2 separate regions of the Anas platyrhynchos genome follow, and region 1 is linked to region 2. The links are chromatin contacts, called in public Hi-C maps. All regions are on one chromosome and are shown on one strand. Each heading gives the region's core, a stretch centred on a gene start, on an enhancer-like site or on the middle of the called end of the contact. The rest is flanking DNA. Distances are from core to core; before and after follow the strand shown.

The links. Hi-C and Micro-C count contacts between places; a contact is called where the count stands out from the background.
Region 1: a Hi-C map of skeletal muscle shows a contact between it and region 2, with 2.3 times the contacts expected there. The contact joins two enhancer-like sites. A contact is called at or near these places in 3 of 8 Hi-C or Micro-C datasets (F1 follicle, skeletal muscle and subcutaneous adipose tissue).

The regions. Positions count from the first base shown.
Region 1 is chr2:119,378,364-119,384,426 of IASCAAS_PekinDuck_T2T, forward strand. The region is part of intron 2 of RARB (retinoic acid receptor beta); the gene reads right to left. Among named protein-coding and RNA genes, the nearest start is that of RARB, 31 kb to the right of the region's middle. Within about 2 kb of position 4,403, at least 1 of the 8 cell types and tissues checked has an H3K27ac peak or open chromatin away from gene starts, as enhancers often do.
Region 2 is chr2:119,095,197-119,100,879 of IASCAAS_PekinDuck_T2T, forward strand. It overlaps RARB (retinoic acid receptor beta), which reads right to left. Exons shown (of 10, transcript XM_072033461.1): 8 at 2,020-2,224; 9 at 543-701. Among named protein-coding and RNA genes, the nearest start is that of TOP2B, 69 kb to the left of the region's middle. Within about 2 kb of position 3,850, at least 1 of the 8 cell types and tissues checked has an H3K27ac peak or open chromatin away from gene starts, as enhancers often do.

The DNA of each region.
Region 1 (6,063 bases), core at 3,153-5,652, 280 kb after region 2:
GCACATAATATTTATATAAAAGCACGTTACAAATTGATCCTGAGGGCGGGAGCGGCAATTTTGCTGTCTACACAAACTATCTTTAAGTGCAGTTAAGAAATCATTTCACAGGCTCAAAGTATATAATAAAATAAAGGTAATAAGCATGACTGAGACACAGAGGGAACAGATTATCTTCTGGCAATATACCCTACAATTGTGACTGGAAAAAAAAACCAAAAAACTGTTAGTCTGCAGCTGAGCAGAAAATGTATAATCTGAAGGGATTTCTTCATTTAAAATGAAAACAATCTGCTACCCTTTGATAAAACAGTAAGAACTTACAGTATTACACAAATTACAGAAAACAGCACAAGAGAACGTAAGTCTAATGGGGAAAAAAAAAAAAGTCTTCTGGTATCTCCAGCATTGAAAAGTTGCTTTAGTTGACTAGATAATATAAACTAGCAGAACAGCAGGTATCTCAAAGCTCGATTCCACGTCTGCTCACTCCTATCTTTATGCTGATACACAAATCCAAAGCTTTTTCTCTATTGCTCCCTCTTGTCTTACTGGTACTAACGATCAAAGCTGTTAAATTGAACTCAAGTAAAACCAGAAACAGATTTCCTATGCAAGTTTCTCAAACTCCACTTACAAGCTCTGTGTGCTTTTCCATCTGAAATTAAATGATACTCATCTTTCACAGACAAAGCATCTCAGAATTAACTATGCAGAGTAATTTTTCAGCAAGATTATTACTAATCGCTTCTTGTGATTCCATTTTCAAAACATGTTCTGACAAGAAAGAAATAAACTGGTCTAGGTCAGGTCTTAGAAGTGGAAGCCAAAAGTACAATTATAATTAATTATGAAACAATTCGATACATTAAGGAAATGCCTTCCTATGCTTGTTTAAGTAGATAAGCAATATAAAAAACTACTGTGTTGAAGGCTATGCCTGTATGCAAGAGAAAAATGCAGTATGATCCTGTTTCCAGCATAGCAAAGAAACTGCAGCCACAGCCACTGAAACTATAAATTCACCCATTTACAGTCCCACAAAGAATCCCTGCACAGAAACACCCCTCCAAAGCAGAGTGGATTTTTTGGTTTTCCCCCAGACTAAATTGACCTGCTGCTTGAAGCCTTGGACACCACACTTCAGAGGCAAAGCACAAGCATCAAGCTGGGCTGCTGCAGAATTCAGGCACTGACTTCAGTGGAAGACAGCCACATCTTGCTGTGGGGAAAACAGGCCAGGAAATTAAATATACATCAGCATTAAAACTAGATGTACAGAAATAGCTTACACCAGACATAATTTTTGGCTTACCAGCCCTGCATGCATAGCCTGCATACATATTTCATTTTTAACTACGAAGGCAGAACTTTTGAGCAATCCACTTTCTGTGACACTATGTTTACCATCTTATGCATCATAGTTCGGGAGAAAAAAAAAATATAACAGCATTAACATGTACTAGATTTTTTATAAATTCAACAAGATTCTAGTTAAAAAGAAAAATTAACTTGATGGATAATACCCAGCACACTTGCCCATTGCTGTTAATGAAAACCACCTTATAAAATCCTGTCCTCTGTGTTTAAGCTTTCAGTTTATAGCTCTCACCTTCCAAATGTTTCTTTTTTCCCCCTTACCTTTATCTTTCATGGTTAATTCCTTTATTAACTGACCAAAAATAAATTGTACATGAGACATCCCACCTCAGAGCAACATCCACAGTGCACAAGAAGCGCAGAAACACCCAGCTACAGTCCCACGGTTAATGTTTACTTGTAACAGCACTGTGAGGCTACCAGCATTCAATATTTCATACGGTTTAACATAAGATGAATCCCTGGCATATCCATAGGTGCAAAAAGGAAATGATTTTTTTCCTGAGCTATGGCAGCTTAAAGAAGCTTGACAAAGCCTGCAAAGTGTCAGCAACTTCTTACAGACAAAGACAATGGATACCCATAGCAAGCTACTAACATCCACTCAAAGCCTGCTGTTCTTTTCTTCTTCCAGCACTTACCCAAGCTAGCATTCATTTGTATAATTCTTTAAAGTACTGAACATTTAAGCATGTCACCATTCTATGATGTCTCATTTATATAATTAGCACTAACATATGGCCCACAATCAGTGTGGGAAATCTAAAATATTCTTTGGAAAGCTGTCAAACCTAAAGGGATATGACTTTCAATAAGTGAAAAGAATTAAGTATGCAAATCTTGCTTACAATAAGGATAGCAAGGAAATGGAGATGTAGCCTAGAAGGTGTGCTTGCTTGCTTACTATCCCCAAAGCAGGGTTATTCTGTTCCGTATCTGTCAGCGCCAGTACAAACCAGAATAGTTCTCATTCAACAACAGGCAAAGTCCCAGGGCTGCCGCTTTGGCTGAATTTTAGCCGTGAAAATCTATACAGTAGGTAAAACCAAAACCCACTGTCAACACGCCAGCTATTGTTAACACACAGGTCTGAACACTGCTTCATGATATATTGCATTAATTCATGTTCTTTTTAAAGCTTTAGCTGTCCCCTGGACAGGAACACCTCTGTAACATCTCCAGCAAGCAATGCACCCTGTGCTACCAGGGAATGCTTTTTCAGGGGTGAAAGCCCATCATCGCTAAAAATCTATAGACTAAGTTTTCAGCCTCCTTCACCAGTTCCTGACTAGGAAATCTGTACCTGATTCAAGCACGGCACCACCCTCAGGGCTGGCAGCAGGCACCCCACCACCACCCATGGGGAATGGCTAACACCAGCAGGTAGCAGAAGGAAACCAGGAGAGCATCAGAGCCCCTGCCTACACGTCAGCAATAGGTTATCGCAGTCCTGGAAATAAGTCTTCAGGATCAACAGTTGTGCCTGTTACTTATTAATGAATCCATAATTAATCAGTGGGACATATGTAGATGAAACAGTATATGATGTAGATGAAACACGTATGGCAGATCCTCCAGTGACAATGATGAGCTGAACACCAGCACAGCTTCCGTGGCATTGGAAGAGCTCACAGCTTCCCCAGGAAGCCTGGCTGGCTTTCACACAGATCAGAGAAACTTGCGCAGGCCACCATGTGTGTAGCAGCAAAAACTGTTTGCAAAGTATATAGTCTCTATTTACAGCCAACAACTTTACTCTTCGCTACAGCATTATTTAGGGAGGAAAAAGAAAAATCTGAAGCCATCAATGAGCATACATTAAGGAAACATACTTCAAAGTGATGTGATCACCATTAGGTTTCAGAATAGGCACTGAAAAATTGAACCAGCTATACATTTCTCAAAGCAGTTGTTAGTAGTTGTTGGTTATTCCAGAAAAAAACTTTTTTACATGCAACTTCAAAAACATAAAAGCTCACTTATTTTTTCTAAACAAACTCCCGCTCCCTGTGGTTAAGAATCTAAGCAAGTCAAATAAACAAAACAAACCAAATTGGCATTTGACATATCACTTTTAAGAGTGAGCTGTGACAACTCACTAATGATTTCAGCCAAAGAAAATAACAGGGCGACATATAAAGGTAGAAAAGCAAGGAATTTGGAGATATGGATGAAACACTGAGCTGGGATAAACAGGTAAAACCATCTTCAGTGAACACCATTGCTCAGATCAGCTCCAAACCCATCCCTTTTGATGCTCTGCACCTTTTATTGTTAGGTGTATCCATCCTTAAAAAACTGTAAGCTGCTCTAAACGTGTGAACAAAATGTATGTTGACATAAAATTTATTTTGAATCTTAGACTGAGCCCCAAATGTGCAACATTTGCCTACAGTGAAAGCTTCACAAAGCTGGAAAACTGACAGTTGTGAAAGGAATCAAATGTGTTAACAGGTATTGAAGAGAAACTTAACCATTGCATTCCACGTACATTAAAAAAAAGGCAGGCCAAGGCCACGAGCATGTGGGAAGGAAGAGTAGAGGGAGGATCTGCTGGACTGAGCTGGCAGCTGCAGAGGGACTACATGTTTGCAATGTCATCATCAATGAGTTTCGTAACAGGTATATAAGAAAGGGCATCAAGGCCACTGGGAAAAACAAACAACAACAACAAACAAACAAACAAAAAACCTGAGAAACAAAACAGCTAGAGATGAGGAAAAAAAAAAATCTGCAGTTTTCCTTAAAGCAACAAAGTACGTGGGCCTTCCTTACTCTTTTAGCTAATTCAAGTTACTCATTTATTTTATTCAAATCCTCCTTGCAGCTTGCTGGCTGCTGAAACCTCCATGTGATCTGTCTCTCACAAGTTTCAAAGGTGGAAGACGGAATGTGTTAAGATGATGTTTTAACTTGTCCAGACAATTCAAATTTTTCTAAAATGACTAGCAGTGTTCTATCCAAGGGCTGTACAACAGCTGAATATGAAAGCTGGTTTGCTGTGACAAGAAATGGAACAGACCCAAGATGTTCAACTCATACTTAATAATTACTCATTGCTGACTAAATGAGAGCAATTGTGTGGTAAGGTGCCATAACCTTACAGTACTTTCAATCCTGCATCTTGGCGCATGCAAAGGTTTGTTCTTCCTCCTCTCCTCAGCCCTTCCCTATTTTCAGGTCTTGACTTTCACCTCTTAGGCTGCATGGTATTAAAATTATTAAAAGGAATGATAGAATAGGAGACAAACATACAATTTATCATAATTCTGAAACCTCTCCCAGTTCTAATTTTTCCTAGTATCTATACAGCAAAATCTGCCTCTGCTCAAAGATGAGAGTTAATGGACAATTGGGAAGGCATGTTGAACTGAGGTCACAGAATTAAATATTATTTAAAAGCACAATACGCAGTGACACAAATGACATTTTTGCTGAGAAACAGCAACATTAGCCTCAGAGTAAATGAATGATGTGCATCCTTCCTACAGTTAGACCGTTCCTTTAATAGAGACAAATCATGAAAAAGGATGCAAAGACTTTTAAACACAAAGGAGATTACAACTTAAAACCTTAAGACAAATTTTCACTTTTATTAAGGTTATTTTACATCACTGAAGTAGAAGAAAGGAATTGTTAAGACCTTTACACTGTCAAGATATCAAGAGTAGAATGAAACACCTTTAATACAAGTGAGAGAACCAGACCTAAGCAAAGTGTCTAATCTGGGGAAAATATTATAAATATAATGTATTATTATATTATCTATTACTATTTAATATCTTACGATGTTATATATATATCATTCATCCACATATATAAAGACATATTTATTCACCCATATATATTTATGTGTGTGTGTGTGTGTGTGTGTGTGTGTGTGTGTGTGCTGTGTTTTATATACGGATGAATAACATGCTCAGGGTGCAGACAGCCAGTAACTGTCTTAGTTCCTCTCCTAAAACATGAACGTTTTTTCAGATTTCACTCTGAAATCTAAAGAGGACCAGAATGTTGAGTAACCCTGAATGTCGATGCTTTAAGTAATTTGAAATAAACATATGAAATTGTATTCTTATGTTTTCTAACATAGCACTAAAGATAAAGGAGCTTGTTTAGCTCAGTTTACTTCCTTCTTGCAAACATACAGCCTTTTAATTAATCATTTCCCATTATTAAAGAGCTTTCATATATCTGACATGCAAATCGCTAGACATTTTGGCATGGCCCAGTCCACATGACAATCATTATTTAATTAGCTGTGTTACTGCTTATTTCAGAATATACAAGGTCACTCACTCCTCTGATCATATATATAAATCATTACACAAATTCATTCCATTTAGATAACCACAAACCACCTCATAACATCTTAAATATTTAACTAAAGAACATGGAAAATTTTTTTTAAAAAACAGTACTCAGATTATGATAATTCAAAAGATGCCTGTCAGTGTAATGGGAAAGTAGTTTTAATATTCACAACAGCACCAACACAAGGGATTTTTCAACAAACATTAATTTTGAAATTCTCAGGAAATTCAGGGCACTCTTTGGTGCTGAAAATAATCTTGAATGCTCATTTACAGAAATTAACTTCACCCCTACTGTGCCATAAAGCTCCATAAACCTGATTTTGCACCGGTGACTTCAGGTATCAGGCCAAACTGAATACATGCATAG
Region 2 (5,683 bases), core at 2,600-5,099:
TGCGCTTTTTAAAAATGAAAAGAAGGGAAAAAGAGCCAACAAAATTAAAAAGAAAATAGCCTGACTATTGCAGAAACGTTCCAGAGAGAGCCTGTGGACATATTTTGCTCATCCATGCTGCTACAGTGTACATGCTGGGGGGAGCACACGCAGTCACAGCAATAACCCCAGGCTGGAGGGGATAGCTTGTGCCTATGCCTTAGCTGAGGAGCTTCAAAAATCATCTAGAAAGGCAACAACTGACTTCCCACACAAATACTGATGAAGTCCCCCAACTAACCAGCCTACCTGTCAGGAACAAAGGAGCAAGCACCACAACTGCAAAACCACTGATAACTTCACACAGAATTGCACAAAGAACGTAGCACTGTGCATGTAAAGTAGAACCAATTTCAGCATGGCAGTTACATGAGCAAGGGGGAAAAGAAAGGCCAAGAAGACCTCCCAGTTATGTTAAACAAACAAACAACCACCCAGGTCTTCAGGCCTGTTTCCTCTGAAAGCACCATTGACGCTGAATTACTGTGAAATAGGGTAGGTACCTTTTGCACTGATGCTACGAAGATCTGTGATTTTCATTAAGATCTTTGGAAACATATGAGGCTTGTTGGGTCGTCTCTTTCGGATATAAATTTTCAGTGCCTCAAGCAATGGTTCCTGAAGCTTATCCACTTTCATCGGTTCTTCGAGGTCCTGGCGATCTGCAGGAAGTATCAGATCACAGATTTTAAATACATTTTTTTTTCATCACAGAAAAAAAAAATCACAGAAGTGAAAACCTTCCATGTTCTCAATTCTCCCTGAATTTCATCATTTCCTCCACTTATGTGGAGAAGTATGCAGTGCAGCTTGTATTCCATAGGAAGATGATAAACCCCAGTTTTCCAAAACTTGGACTCACTTTCCCTTGGTTACTGGGGAGGTTTGACATTTGAATGGTCCGGAATTACCAGCACCTCCCTCTCCACGGGGAGAACACCTTGCTGCAAACTATACTTAGAATTAATTTTGTATGAGTCATTTATAAGATATCTACATATAAGAAGAGATTACAGATGATTTATTTTTTGTATCAACTCTAACCCAAAGTGAGTTACCATCATATATCAGCAGATGGCAGTGCTAGCTTGAGTGACAGCAAACGTCACCATAAAGCGGGATACACCAGTAACACATCCATGACGTGTCAGAATCCATCACTGCTTTTGATGGGACATGGTTAGAGACACAAAAACAGAATGATTTTGTACTGAAGGTCCACTGTCAACAAAGACTGACTTTTGTTGTTAGAACAGTTGGTCTCTAATAGCACTTAAAGTACTGTGAAGTGTAATTCTGCAAAAAATAGTATCAAGTTTGCATTTCAATAAAATGGCTCAGCTAAACACAGCCTGATTCTAATGCAAGTCCAACATTTGCACAGTAGGAGAGAAAGCAGCTGATCAAAATTTACCTTACAGAGAATTTTGGAAAATATCTGAGACTTTTTTGCCTTTCAAATGTACAGTTTTACCTGATTTCACCCTGGCACTGTCCTTCTCAGTTGTAATCAAACCCCCCCAAAAAAATCATAGCCTACTTCTTCTAAAGAAGGTCATCACCAGTGAGTTCTGTACGAATGTAACTATGTGCATGCAATTTTATTTATGAGCAAAAGTTGCATAAAGGGTGTCTTGCTCGAGCACAGCTCATTCATTCACACAGGTGCCCACATACTGCTTAGGAAAAATGCAAGAGGATATATATGTATATATATCCTGTAGTCCTGTATGAGGCATCTGCCTGACAGTCTGATCCAATTCATTCAAAACCCTAATAAAAACAATAACCATCACCAGTGGAAAACAAATCTTTAGTGTAGGTGGTGGTGGATAACTTATATCTAATATATAATAATAGTACGTATGTATCTTTATATATATATATATATACACATATATACACGTTTTAGTACAGGAAAGCTAAGCAAGTAGAACATAAATGAAGAACTTATCGTGTTTGATTCGCGCAGTACGGTACCTCCACAGATGAGGCAGATGGCACTAAGGAGACCGGTTTCTGTATCATCCATTTCCAAAGGCAGGAGCTGGTTGGCAAACGTGAACACGAGGTCGGTCAGTGGGCCAAATCCAGCATTGTGCATCTGAGTTCGGTTTAGGGTAAGGCCATCTGAAAAGGTCATGGTGTCTTGTTCTGGCGTGTATCTTGTGCAAATTCTAAGGATCTGCGGAAGGATAAAAATGAAATCTGAAGAATTCAGCCCTCGAGAGGTTTGCTGCTTTCTCCCAGTGCGGCAAATTACCCAAGGAGCTGAAGCACACGTTCATGTCAAAGCGACCTGAAATCCAACTCCAGCATGTTCAGTTCCAGTAACACAAAATTTCTCTAGTACAACAGAAATAAATACTTCATAAACTATGATTAGTCTTTTATGGCAGAAATTGGTCACTTCCAAATTCACCCTCTAGTTATGAAGTAATCAAACCTTGCATGCAGTTCCCATGACTAACTCGCCAACATTACCATGACAATCACAGAAAGTGCTTGTTAATCAGTATGCTGTACACACCTACCTGTGGGACGTTATTGCACTGCTGCTCTGGTCCCAGCAAGACCATGAAAATGTCTCACCTTTTCAAACACACACGCTATTTCATCGATTTGGGGGATCAATTTTGCGTGACAGTGCCTCTCTGGGCTGTGTCTTGGTAAGGACAAACTCCCCCCTCTGCCTTGAGTGAGCACAGAGAGCTTCGAGGTGGTGAAAGAGGCAGCTCGTACCTTGTGCTCGGGGGTTCCTTCATTTCTGCCCTGAGAGCAAACCACGGAAAGCACTAACACAGCCAGGTGTGCAGCAAGTGAACAAGTGCTCAGTTGGAGCAAGGACAAAATGGAAAAGCAGCCAAACAAGCAAAGGCACAGGAGGTAATTCCCAGTCATCACCAACTTGAATAAAACACCATCCCTGCCTGCTGCATCGTTCCCTGTCCCCTAGTGCCTCCCGCGTGCCAGCAGGCTGCTGGGCTCTCCTGCAGATGGGTGCAGGAGCCAGGAAGTGCTGCTGCACACCCAGGCAGGACATCTGCTAGAGCGCAGCAGTACTGCTTGCTCAGAAATACCAGCCTACTTCCCTCACGGCTCTTTTAACTCAAAACAAGCCTGACTTCAGGCCACTGTATGGTCAGTTTTTGTCAGATGCTGACACCGTAGCTATACGCTGGTTAAAATAATCTCCACACACATTTGTGCTTTGCCCGTTTCCTCTCCACTGCTCGGGATCGCATTGGGCTTGCCCCGGGTGCCACCTCGAGATGGAGAGATCCTCTCTGCTGACTGCAGCTGCGAGGCCACTGCTCATCTTATCCTTCCCAGGCGGCAGGACAAGGTGACCTGTGAGTCAGAAGTCCTTGCTGCTCTTCGTCCACTTCCTTCCCTTAAGCACCTTCTCACCACCTCCCCGTCCCGCTGGCAGGAGGACAGGGAGGTGCAGGACAGGACTTCCATCCTGTGGCACACCCATGTAACATATCTCAGTGCCTCATGTTTCGAAAACCAGAGGTGGGAGAAGGCTTACCACCAAATGCAACCAAACCAAGCCAATCCAAGCCGAAATCTTGCGAAGTCCAGCTGATTAGCTGAGGCTGCGGCCCTGTTTCTCCAGGGCCCGGCTGCGTTTATGTCCCATGCAGTCATCTCACTTTGTTTTAAGGATTCGACTGCACAGATTTACACAAATGTAACTGAGCACAGGGAGAATTTTAATTACTTCTCTGACTACCCGGGCTCTGAGTCAGAGGCCCCCGCCGCTTGGCAGCTGACCAGGCTGGGGCTGGCTCTCCCACTTTCATCTTTGCCTGGCAACACTGCCCCAAATAAGCAGGGAGGAGAGCGAGGAGGATACGGCATGTGAGAGACCTACTGGGAAGCTCTTATTTCTCTTTTAAAATTCCTTGGTAAGAGACTTAATGGGGCGTATTTCTGCAGAAGGCTCTTGAGCTGCTTTCCATCTGAGTAATACCCTTATCTCACGTGGTGGGTACACGCCGAAGCACCGGGACTCTCTGTGGTTGGCCAGATGTGTTTTACATCGTTCCCCTGCCCCCAAATTGGAATAAACTCTTGAACTCATTCGCATCAATGACCAAGAGTGGCACAAATACGAACGCGCACACTCAGGTTCTTCACTAACCACAAATCCCCTCTAATATAAGTGATCTGAAAAGGCTGATGGTAACGCCAAAGGTTTTGGGTAATCACCAAAGTGTGTTTGAGGATTATCAGCAGGAATCAATGTTACCAAGCATGGCACCCCCTCAATAAAAGAAACCATGTTTGCCATGGTCTATGCTGCCAGTAACCACTGGCAGCTCTCTCCCCTGAAGTTCACCCTTGCCTACACTTTGGTATCTCCAGAAGGCATCCTAAAGAGACACCAGACACAGCAACAGCTTCCAGGGGCCTTGCATAAAGAATCATCAAAACCTACGAGGCCCACAGAATGCAGTTACTGCCAGGCGCAGGCAGCGACAGGGAGGGCTCCTCGCAAAAGGCAGCCTTGAGGCTTCGGTACCGAAATGCTGCTTGAGCCTTTAATTGGATGAGCCTGCAGCGGCTCAGACGGGGCACCCGCACAGCTGAAGCTCAAGCATGTGCTTTCTGCAGCGCACTTAACTTGACTGGAGCAATCAGGTCTCAGGTTTCTGCTGCATTCCTTCTACATTATCCCACAACACACTGTTATTAAACTCTGAGACAGATCATTTAAAATGTTTTCTTTTTCTTTTTCTTTCTTTCTTTTTTTTTTCTTTCTAATTTATGCCCTTCATCAAGATCTGTGAAACGCCATGGATATTGCTGAGTTGCTCTTAAACCTTTCTTGGGCAAACTTCCAGTGTCAAAGTAAAGTTGATTTCAAGCTCATATTCACTGAAGAACATATGGGAAATGTCAGCACTTCAAAATAAGAAATCACTGTATCTTTCTCCATTTTAAACTGTCTAGAAGACATCCTCCTAATGTCCTCAGCGCTGTTCAGATTTTGTAACTAAGCCAAGTATTTGAGCTGTCACTCTGCTCTTAAATGCCACTTGCAGCCATAAATAAGGTTCTTGCCCATGATTAAAGGACCCTTTGTTTTAAAGAACATATCTTCAAGTGTCTATGAGTCAGTCACAAAAAGGCAAAAACAAAAAAAAAAAAAAGAAAAAGAAAAAAAAACACCTCCCTACCGGTCACATGAAACCAGAAATATCCAGAAAGCTGCACTTACAAAATCGTGCTGCCATAAAATTGTTACCTGCTTGAAAGAGATCTGTGAAGGTAAGCCGGGCTTTCTGTAAGAAATCCTGTTTCTCCACGTTGGCTGCCTGAGCCGGGTGGGACGGTTTCCCAAGCAGGTGACCTGTGGCGGGGCAGCAGGTGAACAAAGCTCCCCGCCGCTCCGTGCCCATCAGCACAGGTTACTCCGTGTTTTCGTGCAGGATTTTACAACAGAAGTTTAAAAATGACATTACAAGGGATGAGCATTCAAGGGCTTAGGGCTTTATCCATCAGATTTAAGGGAGACTGAGCTCTGGACTCCTTCCACATTCGCCTTGCCAGAACAAAACGAGGCTGCTGGTGCTCCCGCTGCGGGGCCAGCGGACGAGCAGACAGAAGCAGTCACTTTTACGAGGGTTACTGA